Regions from separate parts of the Mus musculus genome. Here region 2 is linked to region 1. A link is a contact called in public Hi-C data. All regions are on one chromosome and are shown on one strand. Each heading gives the region's core, a stretch centred on a gene start, on an enhancer-like site or on the middle of the called end of the contact. The rest is flanking DNA. Distances are from core to core; before and after follow the strand shown.

Region 1 (5,017 bases), core at 1,947-4,446:
CCAGTATAGATGACTGCTACACTTCAGCCAGGGGATACACAGCTACCCTGGGCAACTTTGCCAAGGCCACCTTTGATGTCATCTCCAAAACCTACAGCTACCTGACCCCTAACCTCTGAAAAGAGACTGTTCACCAATGCTCCTTATCAGGAATTCATTGATTATCCTGTGAAAACCCACACCAGAGACTGTTCAGAAGACCCAGGATCCAGCTGTTATTACCACATAAGGGTTTTTATACAAGAAAAATAAAGTGAACTAAGTGTTTAAAATAAAGTATAATTAATAAAGCACGACTCTAACCTGTATGAAGAGGTATGAATCTGGAGAGTGAAAATGTGTTATAGTGATTACCTAGGAAAGGGCTTCTTGGTGCATGTTTGGCACTGTGGCTGTCTTAGAAGCAACTAAAGGGGATTGGCTGGTAGCTGCACCAAGATTTGCAAATGCACACTGGTTTCTAAGCAACAGTACTCAGGCTTCTCTTTCCTGGCCATTGTAGGACACAAGAGTGGGGATTGTTATCTTGTGTACCTAGTTAGAGACTTTATGGTAGAGCAACAGAGGCTGTTAGATAATGTGTTATTATTCATAACAGTTGGGGGTTTCAAAGTAATTTAGTGAGACTGGGAAACCTTGAAGACAAAGAGGTCCTCCAATAGTCTGGACACACTGTCAGAAAGAAGAGCAAGAGGACGATGGTGGGCAGCAAAAGCTGGTCCATACATTACGACAAGGGGCTACCCAATGTTTAGACACCCGTTCATTTAGCCTTGTTGGTACACTGCACACAGGTATGTTATTCTGAATGTGAGTTTACGAAAATAGTAAGAAAATCAACGTCTGCAGGAGGGATAGTGGGCCTGGAGAGGGCTCCTGCAGACTCCCAAGGGCTGACTAGTATCAAATGGAAATGTTTTTTCAACAAAATCTCAGTAACTGAATTTTCATTAAAAAATTAATTCATCTCCAAGTGTTCCTAAATAGTACCATCCATTGACAAAAGTGCTTTGAGGACTGGATAATACCCTTTTGGGGCTATGAGCCACATGTTACAGTATCAGCTCAGGTCTGTCAGAGGCATGGGAAAGGGAGCAGGGCTTGCCTTTGCTACTGTGGTCTTTTAGTGCCTTAGAGCACCTGGGACCTCTGTCTCCAATATGTATGGGCACATGGGTACCCAAGGACCTCACCTCTAACCAGTCAGGCCCTACGCACCCAGCCACATTTCTATTGTCTGAAGTCTTATGAGATATCAGTTTAATGAAAGAGTGTCCACAGAATTAATCACCTCCCCCTTTTGGAGGAAAGTCATCCCAGTACTTGATTTCTTTCCAACTTAATCACACACCCCAATACACCCAGACTTCTGTGAGTCAGACTGAGCTTTCTCATGGTTTCCAGCCTTTTCTTTAAAGCAGCTATCAAGTAGCAGTTATTTTCCCCCCGGTCTGGCATCTCAGAGTGGTTTTACCAAACATGTAGTTAATTAACCCTAATTAATTGGAATTTCAAATGCTTTCCAAGTCTGTGGCGGTGTGAAGCTGTCCTCTCTCGCCAATACAAAGATTCAGTGGAAAGTCCTGTATTACCATTAGGAACATAACATTCTTAAAGCAAGTTCTCATAAAGGGTATGAAATTGTTCAAAGGGAAAATCAGAAGAAATTGTCTCTATCAAGTGGTACAAAGCAATTTAGAGAATGTTACTTTGTCAAGCCAGCTTTGAGCTAAGTTATCCTTTGTAAGATTTCTTTTTTTTTCTTTGAGCATCTATTTTTTTCTAACACTGCCCAACCCCCAATTCTTGTAATAAAATCAATATTTTCTGGAAGAACAGAGACGAGAGCCTTTAGAGGACTCCACCTCCTGTTTGCTGCAAAAACATTAATAAATGTCACTAGCAAAGTTGGGTACCAAGGGAAACAGGATGACCTCATGAATATATTTTCTAAAGAGCTTAAAATGTCCATCTTGTATATTATTCGTTCCTTAAAGAGTCTAAGAGCTATTGATCCCTTCAACTGCTGCAAAAAGCAATTTAAATGCACCAAAGGCTCTATATATGGATGGACAGAGCAGAGCCAGATCAGAGTGGCTTTATAATGCCTATTTCTCCATGTGCAGAGCTAGGCTGCAGAAAAGGTGCCCCTTGGTAGGGTAAATGCTATCACTAGGTCTATTACAGCAAAATAATGGAGAATTAGAACTACCTTTGCCTAAAGTGGTAGCAGTTTATAGACCTGCAAAGATTCGTCTGCTGATAAAAAGTGATTTAAAGAAATTAATTGACGATCATTGCATGGCTATTTCCTGGTTCCTAAAGTGGCAGACATCAAACACCACTAGCAGTGTGTGCACTGATATGCACTCTGTGTCTTCCAGACTTGCACATAGTACAGTAACATGAGTAAGAAGCCACAGACAGAGACCCAGGTATCACAGAAGGTTAGACAACATGCCCTTTAACCACGCTGCTCTATTTGTCACTGTGTATTATATTGGGTTACATACAAGTATATAATAGATTTTGAGCATATCTTGACATAGCCCATTACTCTCCCTTACCCCTTTATCTTCCGTTAGTCTACTTTACTGCTCTAGAAAATTTAGATGATGTATAGTTACCACTGTGGAAGACCTGCTGGATCACCTGTTTCACCTGCTTAGTATTTTCCTCAGCAAGCAAAGTGTCCTTTCCTTGACTCCAAGGGCAGCAGGAAGAAGGAAGACTAGTGTTTCCTAATGCGAGTAGCATGTTTTTCAAAGTTAGGCAACTGCTCATCTTACTTCACAGCCTTTGGGGCAGAGCAATTTTGTCCTTTAGGAATTTTTTTTTTTTTTATTTATTATATGTAAGTACACTGTAGCTGTCTTCAGACACTCCAGAAGAGGGTGTCAGATCTTGTTACGGATGGTTGTGAGCCACCATGTGGTTGCTGGGATTTGAACTTCGGACCTTCGGAAGAGCAGTCGGGTACTCTTACCCACTGAGCCATTTCACCAGCCCCCGTCCTTTAGGAATTTTAAGGTGCTTTGAAGCAATCCTTCTGACTTAATTGCTATCATTAGAGAACCAAAAAATCATTTTATTAGCTCTTGGCTATTCCTATTCTTTTGTTTATATTGACACATCTCAACAGTGACACGCATGGAGGCCTGAATTCCCAAGTGCCCCGTGATATGATGAGTCAGACATATTTCATACCAAAGCAGGAGCAACACAGGGCAAAGAGTATAAAACCAGGTCAGGGAGACCAGCTGGCAACAGTGGAGTAAACTTGGCTAAGATGTTGTCTTTTCTGTGGTTTGGATCAGATTTCACTCTTCCCAAACTTGTATGTGTTGGGAACTTGTTTCCCTGCAAGGCAGTGCTAAAGGGATGGGAGTATCTTTAAGAAGTAGGATCTAGTGGGAAGCCTTTAGGTCATTGTGAAGGCTGTCTTCAGGATACACTGTAGACACTCTTTACCTTTCTGGGGTTTTTTTTTTTTTGTTTGTTTGTTTTGTTTTGTTTTGTTTTGTTTTTTTCCATGCCTTGAGGTCACGCTAAACTAATTTTGACATCATGCCTGAGCATTTAAAACTGGGAGCTAAGTCAAGTAAATCGCAAGACTTGGGGAGTGTGTGTGTGTGTGTGTGTAATCAGAAAAAGACTAATTCAGATATCAGGAAGTTTCAAGTTTTGGGGTATCCTAATAAAATGGTGGCAGCTGTGAATAGGAAATCTTTCTTTAAAAGATAGGATAATCACAAACAAATATCCCCAAATATCACTGGGAATAGTTTCCCGCTGGTTCTGTGTGACTTACTTGTGTTCACAAAACATCTTTGATCTTGTCTCACTCAGCCTCTTATTCCAAATTTCCTCCCTAAATCTTGTTACTTCTCCTTTCCCAATCTCCAGTCTGGGTGTGAAAATTCTTGGTGTGCTAATAATCTCTTCAGCACCTTTTCAGCATACATTTTACCGACAGGTGTGATACCCGTTTCTGCAAACATTAACAGAAGTGAGTCGATGACCATTATATTTTACTCCCCCAAACCTGTATTTGTTGTATTTTTAAAATGCATTCTGAGCTAGTAGCCAAATGATTTGCTCTATACTCGGGGGTCAGCCTCTGTCAAATGTTAGATTCTTTCTCCCTGACCTTGCTATGCTGCCCTCCATATTCGCTACAGCTTTGACAGATTCCAAATAGCAGCTCCATACCCCTCACAGGTAAGAAAGGCAGGCTGGGCAAAGATCAGGCAGTTTACAAAAGTTCAATGTAGGCAGAAGAGAATGCTTTCCTTCTGGATAAGAGCTTCCAGTTTTTGTCTTTGTGTTTAGTATGCTCATAGACTTCTCCAGTCTATGAAGACTTTATTCCACAACTGATCAAGTAAGGCAGCAAACTCTACCCACAATCCACAGGCCCTGCCTGCAACCCAGCAAAAATAAAACCAGCACACGTGTTACTCTGTCATAGTGTTCTAAAGTCATTGACCTCAGCAGGGCTGGGGTCGTCAAGTATTCTAATTTACTACAATTTATTAATTCATGAGATCATTTTTGAATGCAGAAAGATCTTGCCTAGGTCACATGAGTCCCATAGGGTAACCAACACTAAGCTGTATTTCTTTTTGGGGGTGGGGGTAGGGTCGAGATAGGGTTTCTCTATATAGTCCTGGCTGTCCTGGAACTCACTTTGTAGACCAGGCTGGCCTCAAACTCAGAAATCCACCTGCCTCTGCCTCCCGAGTGCTGGGATTAAAGGCATGCACCACCACTGCCTGGCTTAAGCTGTATTTCTAAAATGCCAGTCTAATCATGTTCTCTCACTGCCCAAGATGCTAATGGCCCTTTCACTTATGAATTCCTGAGTCTTGCTTCCAGGGACTTCTTATTTCTGGGCAGGAACAACCCCTTTAAGTCTACCTCTTATCTTTGTATGCCTTTATATTTACTGGTTTCTGTCACCCTATTTGTTTTTTCAAGCTTTTCTCTGTCTAGAATGTTCTGTTGCTCATTATCT
Region 2 (5,253 bases), core at 861-3,360, 880 kb after region 1:
AATACTGAGCAACACACAGAGCAAATCTCAGTTAGGGAACTGTGGACTCCTGTGAACTGTTGGGCTTTGTACTGGCTGATTCTGTGCCATTTGTTGTGGATTCTCTATAGCTGAACATCAAGGCTGCCACAGAACTGGCATTCAATCAGTTTCCCCTGAGTTTACCATGTTAGATCCATGCTAATCCTCTGGAAAGGATTTTGTGAACATGCTCCCCTTAGATCTGTATTTTCCTGCCAGTAGCAGAATGTTGTCACTGGGCTGGCTGCAGGTCACATTTTCACCTGGGCTCACACTTCTAGTAGGTGACAGTCCTTTATGGCCTAGCAAATGAATTTGTATTTCCAACCCAGCATGCATGTTTGCAACTCAGAAGCCTCTTACCCAGCCAGCAACAGACACCTAAGATATGTCAAATGGAAAACTCCAACCCTCTAGCCCTTTTGCTTGGCCTTTGTTGTCACATGTGCTGGGCAGGTGCAGGAGAGTGGTGTCCACACGCACCCTACTCAGGAGCTTGCCCAGGCTCCTCCAGAAAACCAGGAGGGCTTTCAAAAGCTAGGCTTTTTAAAGGGGGTTTGCAAGGGGGGGGGTGTGCTTGATCTGCAATTTCCCACTAACCAGGCAAAGCAGAATCAAACAGGCAGCTCTTCTCTGTGGAGATTCCCATTTTGCCAGACTTTCCAAAGAATGGGAGATTTACTAGAGAAACTGAATGCAGACATCAGAGAATGGGATAATTGGATCCAGGTGGTACACTTGGTTGGCTATGAATATTATTTCATGGGAAAAGTTTCTTCCCCCACCCCATGTGTGCAGTGCAGGAAGGATGTCTCAGCCCAAGCCCAGCTGAAAGCTCTTCAGAGATGAGTTTGTGCCACTCAATAGCCTTTTAGCAGAATTAACCATTTTCAACACTTGTCAGGCTCTCGAAAAGACACTGATAGAAAGAAGCAATAGGCTGGAGGATTTTCTTTCTACCCTTGGTAAAAATCAAAGAGTCTGGAGCGACCATTGAGATACTTCCTGTTTAGGGTTAGCCTCTTCAGATTTGCCCACAATGAGATGGAAATACCTTAGGGGGAATAAAGGAGAGAATTTTGAAATGTATCTTCAATTTGTCACAACATGACCTTCCCATGTTCCTTTTCCTCTCTCTGCCAGGTCACCAGGGTCCCTGTTGAATCATGTGAACAGTATACAACTTGTGGAGAGTGTCTAAGCTCAGGGGATCCTCACTGTGGCTGGTGTGCCCTGCACAACATGTAAGTTTGTGGTGTTCAGAGGTGGTCCTAGCATGCAGAAGACTGGGGGTTTCCTGGTGTGGTTGACTGGACAGTAAAGGAATTTCCCTCTTTTGAACAGTAGAGATTATAAATGAGACACAATGTGGAAGATAGTGAGAGGCCACAGGATTTGCTTCCTGCATGCAGTTCTTTGCTCATCCTCTCAGCAACTTTAAAACCACATGACTGTGTTCTCATGTGATTGTGAAAAGTCACAGGGCAACTGTAGAATCCTAAAACTTCCCAAAGCCTCTTGCATTGTCTGGACAAGAAGCTGGGCTAAGGCTTACAGACCAGATGGTAGGACGCCAGAACTTGGAATTTGCACTCCAGCTTGCTGCTGTGTGACCCTAGGTGGGTCCCCTGACAACTCTGGGTCTCCATTTCTCCTTTGCCTATTTCACAGGTGAACTGTGAAACCTAAATGAAATAATAAGTGCTTTGGAAATAATGAAGAGGCAATACAAATCAAAATAATTATTAAGGTCTCTGTACCCTTGGGAGGACCCTTCTGGCCTCTTTATTTCATGATTCCAAGAAGTCTGCACTGCATCCAACTGGCCACATATTCCTATTCAAATACATCCCCACCATTGAACAACAGCTCAATAGAAATGCAAAATCACACTTAAACTTCCTAATTCGAGGAGCCCCAGAGGAAGAGAAAAAGGGTGAAAGCCCTAAAACGGGAGCCTGGCTAGGGATTCTGTTGCCCAATAGTGATGGAAACTCCATGGCGCCATGCCAGCTAGCAAAGCGTTTCTATGAAATGTGCTGGGTTTGGGGTGGAGGCGGAGGCAGAGGGCCAGAGTTCAGGGTCCTGCACAATAGCTCTTGGCTTTCAGCCTCTGCAGCAGGTGTTGGGAGGGCTCTGGAGAGAGGGAGGAAGGGAGGCTTCACAGATGCAAAATCTGGACTGGATTTAAGTCCACTAACAAAGGATTGAGTCTCTGCTTGGGTTTTGGAGGTAAGGGACTTCTGAAAAAGTGTTACAAAAGTGACATCAACAAAACCTGGACAGTAAGTTATCATGTAAATCAGTCAGGGGGTCAAGATGCCAGAGCCAGCAACTCTGCTACAGGAATGGAAAAGCTGGTAAATTTGTCAAGTTTCAGTGTGCCTGACCCAAGAATCTGCAGGCTCTTTCTCTGAGAATACAGAGAATGAGCTACATAGAAATGCCCAGGCTTTAGACCCTCACTCATAGATACATAGAAATGCCCAGGCTTTAGACCCTCACACTCTGCAATAGTTATTCACCTGTCCCATGTACATACATCCTGCTCCATCTTCCCTCCCTGCCTTTCTCTCCAGGCTTCAGTGCCTGTTACACTCTGCATATATAGAAAGAATGCAGTAGAATTACAGATTGGAGTTACTGTTTATTTTCTCCAGCTTATATCAGCATCTATTATTAGATCAGTAATGACCCCATCTCTCAACTACCCTAGAACACCTCATCCTTCTCCTGATCCAGGTCAGCTGTGTCTTCTAGAAGGATGGAACTCTTATCAAGATAGCCCAGATTTCCTCTGCTCACTCAACTCCTCACTTATCTTCAGGGAATCTTCCCCACCTCCCTGGGTACACACCTTCCAGCCATTCTACCTAGCAAGCTTGCCTGGGGGTAGGAGCTGCACCTGTTGTATGCAGGTTTCTCATTACCTGGCATTCATATCTTCAGGAGACCCTCTTGCACTCTTCTCCCACCTACCCCAAGACTGCCCATCTAGCAGGACCACGAGGACCCAGCAACTTCAGCCTCAGGCCTGAAAGCCAGCCTCTTCTAAAGCAGTAGAGGATTGAGGCAGAGGGCTGATAACAGAACCTCTGGGTCCCAGGAGATTCAAACCCTCCTGTCGCTTCTGTATTGTTTGCCCCTACAAGTGTTATTGTCTCCCAGACTATTTATCTCTGTTAGAGTTGTTGCCATAAATAGTATGATTCTTTCAAATAGAGTCATTTCAGTTAGTCAATGAGATAAAGGCTCTAGTCAAGAGCTCACTTTAAAGCCATCATAAGGATTCACTTAAACCCCCATAATTCTTCCTTTGACAGCACTCACATTTGAATCCATTATGTACTTGGAAGGAAAGAGGGGAGGAGCTTGGGTACTCAGAGTAGGAAATACTGTTTGACTATGTAGTACTGTACTATGTGACTATTTGGTTTGGAGCTACACTGGCCCTGAGCCTGTCCCATAAGACACAGCAGGTAGTAGCCCTAAGCTTCTGAGTTCAGGCAACACCTCACTTACCTGCCACCATGGAATGAGGACCTTGTGAAGCCAGAGATGATTTCAGAAGAAATGGCCATGTAGGCTTTCTGACACAAGCAACCCTGGATACCTGCTTTATTTGTCTCTGACTTAAGGCATTATTTCATGACACAAACATTCATTTAAAATATAGCATGTGACAGGTAGAATATCTCATTGAATAAAACGTGGATTCTTCTCTTAAAGAACTATTAATCCAGCAAACCATCATATGCATCCTGTCTCACAACAAAGACCCTTGCCTGTTAACACCCTAGGGGGTAAATGATAATGTTATTCATCATTATTATTAATTTCAGTATTTCAAGGGCTAGCATGAGGATACATCCACTAAATGCCAGGCTGCATTCTGAGTACTTCTGCACTTTACTCTTAGAGTAGCCTTACAAAGTAGGGTATTATCATCCTTGCTAATTTAAGGATGAGAAAACAGAGAAGAGAAAGATTAAGTAACTAGACCAGCGAGACCCAGCTAGCAGGTAACAGGCCTGGTATTAGAGACTTACACTCTAGTTGTAGGGTTCATGTTCAGAGCTGTCCTTCTTAAGTACCCCAAATTTCTTACCTAAGCATTCCACATGGTGTTCTTTATACCTAACCAGCATCTTGGCTTGGAATTAATACCCCTTTCTGTGAAATAACATTAGCTACATGTGACAGTGGATACCTGAGAATACAGTGAAAGTCATCACAAGGCAACAAGGTATAGTGCTGGGGCAGCAATATACTCTTACCACAGGGACAGTGGAGCCATGACCTCTTATGAATTTGTGTTCATGTAGGTGCTCCCGAAGAGACAAATGCCAACGGGCCTGGGAAGCAAATCGATTTGCTGCCAGTATCAGCCAGTGCATGAGCCTTGAGGTACACCCCAACAGCATCTCTGTGTCAGATCACAGCCGGCTGGTGAGTACACAGCAGGGAGGACCGACCGGAGCACAGAGCAAACTTCTTTTATACCTGCATTTCAGTGCTAATATCACACACACACACACTCACACACACACACACACACACACACACACACACACTCACACACACACTCACACACACACACACACACACACACACACACTCACACACACACACACACACACTCACACACTCACACACACACACACACACTCACACACACACACACACACACTCACACACACACACACTCACACACACACACACACACTCACACACACACACACACACACACACTCACACACACACACACTCACACACACACACACACACACTCACACACACACACACACTCACACACACACACACACACACACTCACACACACACACACACACTCACACACACACACACGCGCACACACACACACACACACTCACACACACACACACACACTCACACACACTCACACACACACACACACACACTCACACACGCACACACACTCACACACACACACTCACACACACACACACACACTCACACACACACACACTCACACACACACACACACACTCACACACACACACACACACTCACACACACACACACACACGCACACACACACACACACACACTCACACACACACACACACACACACACTCACACACTCACACACACACACACACACACACACACACACACACCTCTTAGGTAACTCTTGTTGTTAAGGGTATAGTCACCACATTCTGCAAATTTATTATCCACAAATCTGTT

Evidence for each region. A called contact is a pair of places that touch in the nucleus more often than the background predicts.
Region 2: a Hi-C map of muscle stem cells shows a contact between it and region 1, with 2.1 times the contacts expected there. The contact joins two enhancer-like sites. A contact is called at or near these places in 1 of 484 Hi-C or Micro-C datasets (muscle stem cells) and 1 of 115 datasets of contacts at active chromatin or transcription factors (astrocytes).

Annotation. Positions count from the first base shown.
Region 1 is chr1:193,867,710-193,872,726 of GRCm38.p6, forward strand. It overlaps the pseudogene Gm21362. Among named protein-coding and RNA genes, the nearest start is that of Gm31870, 210 kb to the left of the region's middle. Within about 2 kb of position 3,197, at least 27 of the 459 cell types and tissues checked have an H3K27ac peak or open chromatin away from gene starts, as enhancers often do. A contact at or near this core is called in muscle stem cells, where this site is marked.
Region 2 is chr1:194,744,966-194,750,218 of GRCm38.p6, forward strand. Plxna2 (plexin A2) reads left to right here. Exons shown (of 32, transcript NM_008882.2): 5 at 1,165-1,265; 6 at 4,347-4,470. Among named protein-coding and RNA genes, the nearest start is that of Gm46202, 28 kb to the left of the region's middle. Within about 2 kb of position 2,111, at least 74 of the 459 cell types and tissues checked have an H3K27ac peak or open chromatin away from gene starts, as enhancers often do. A contact at or near this core is called in muscle stem cells, where this site is marked.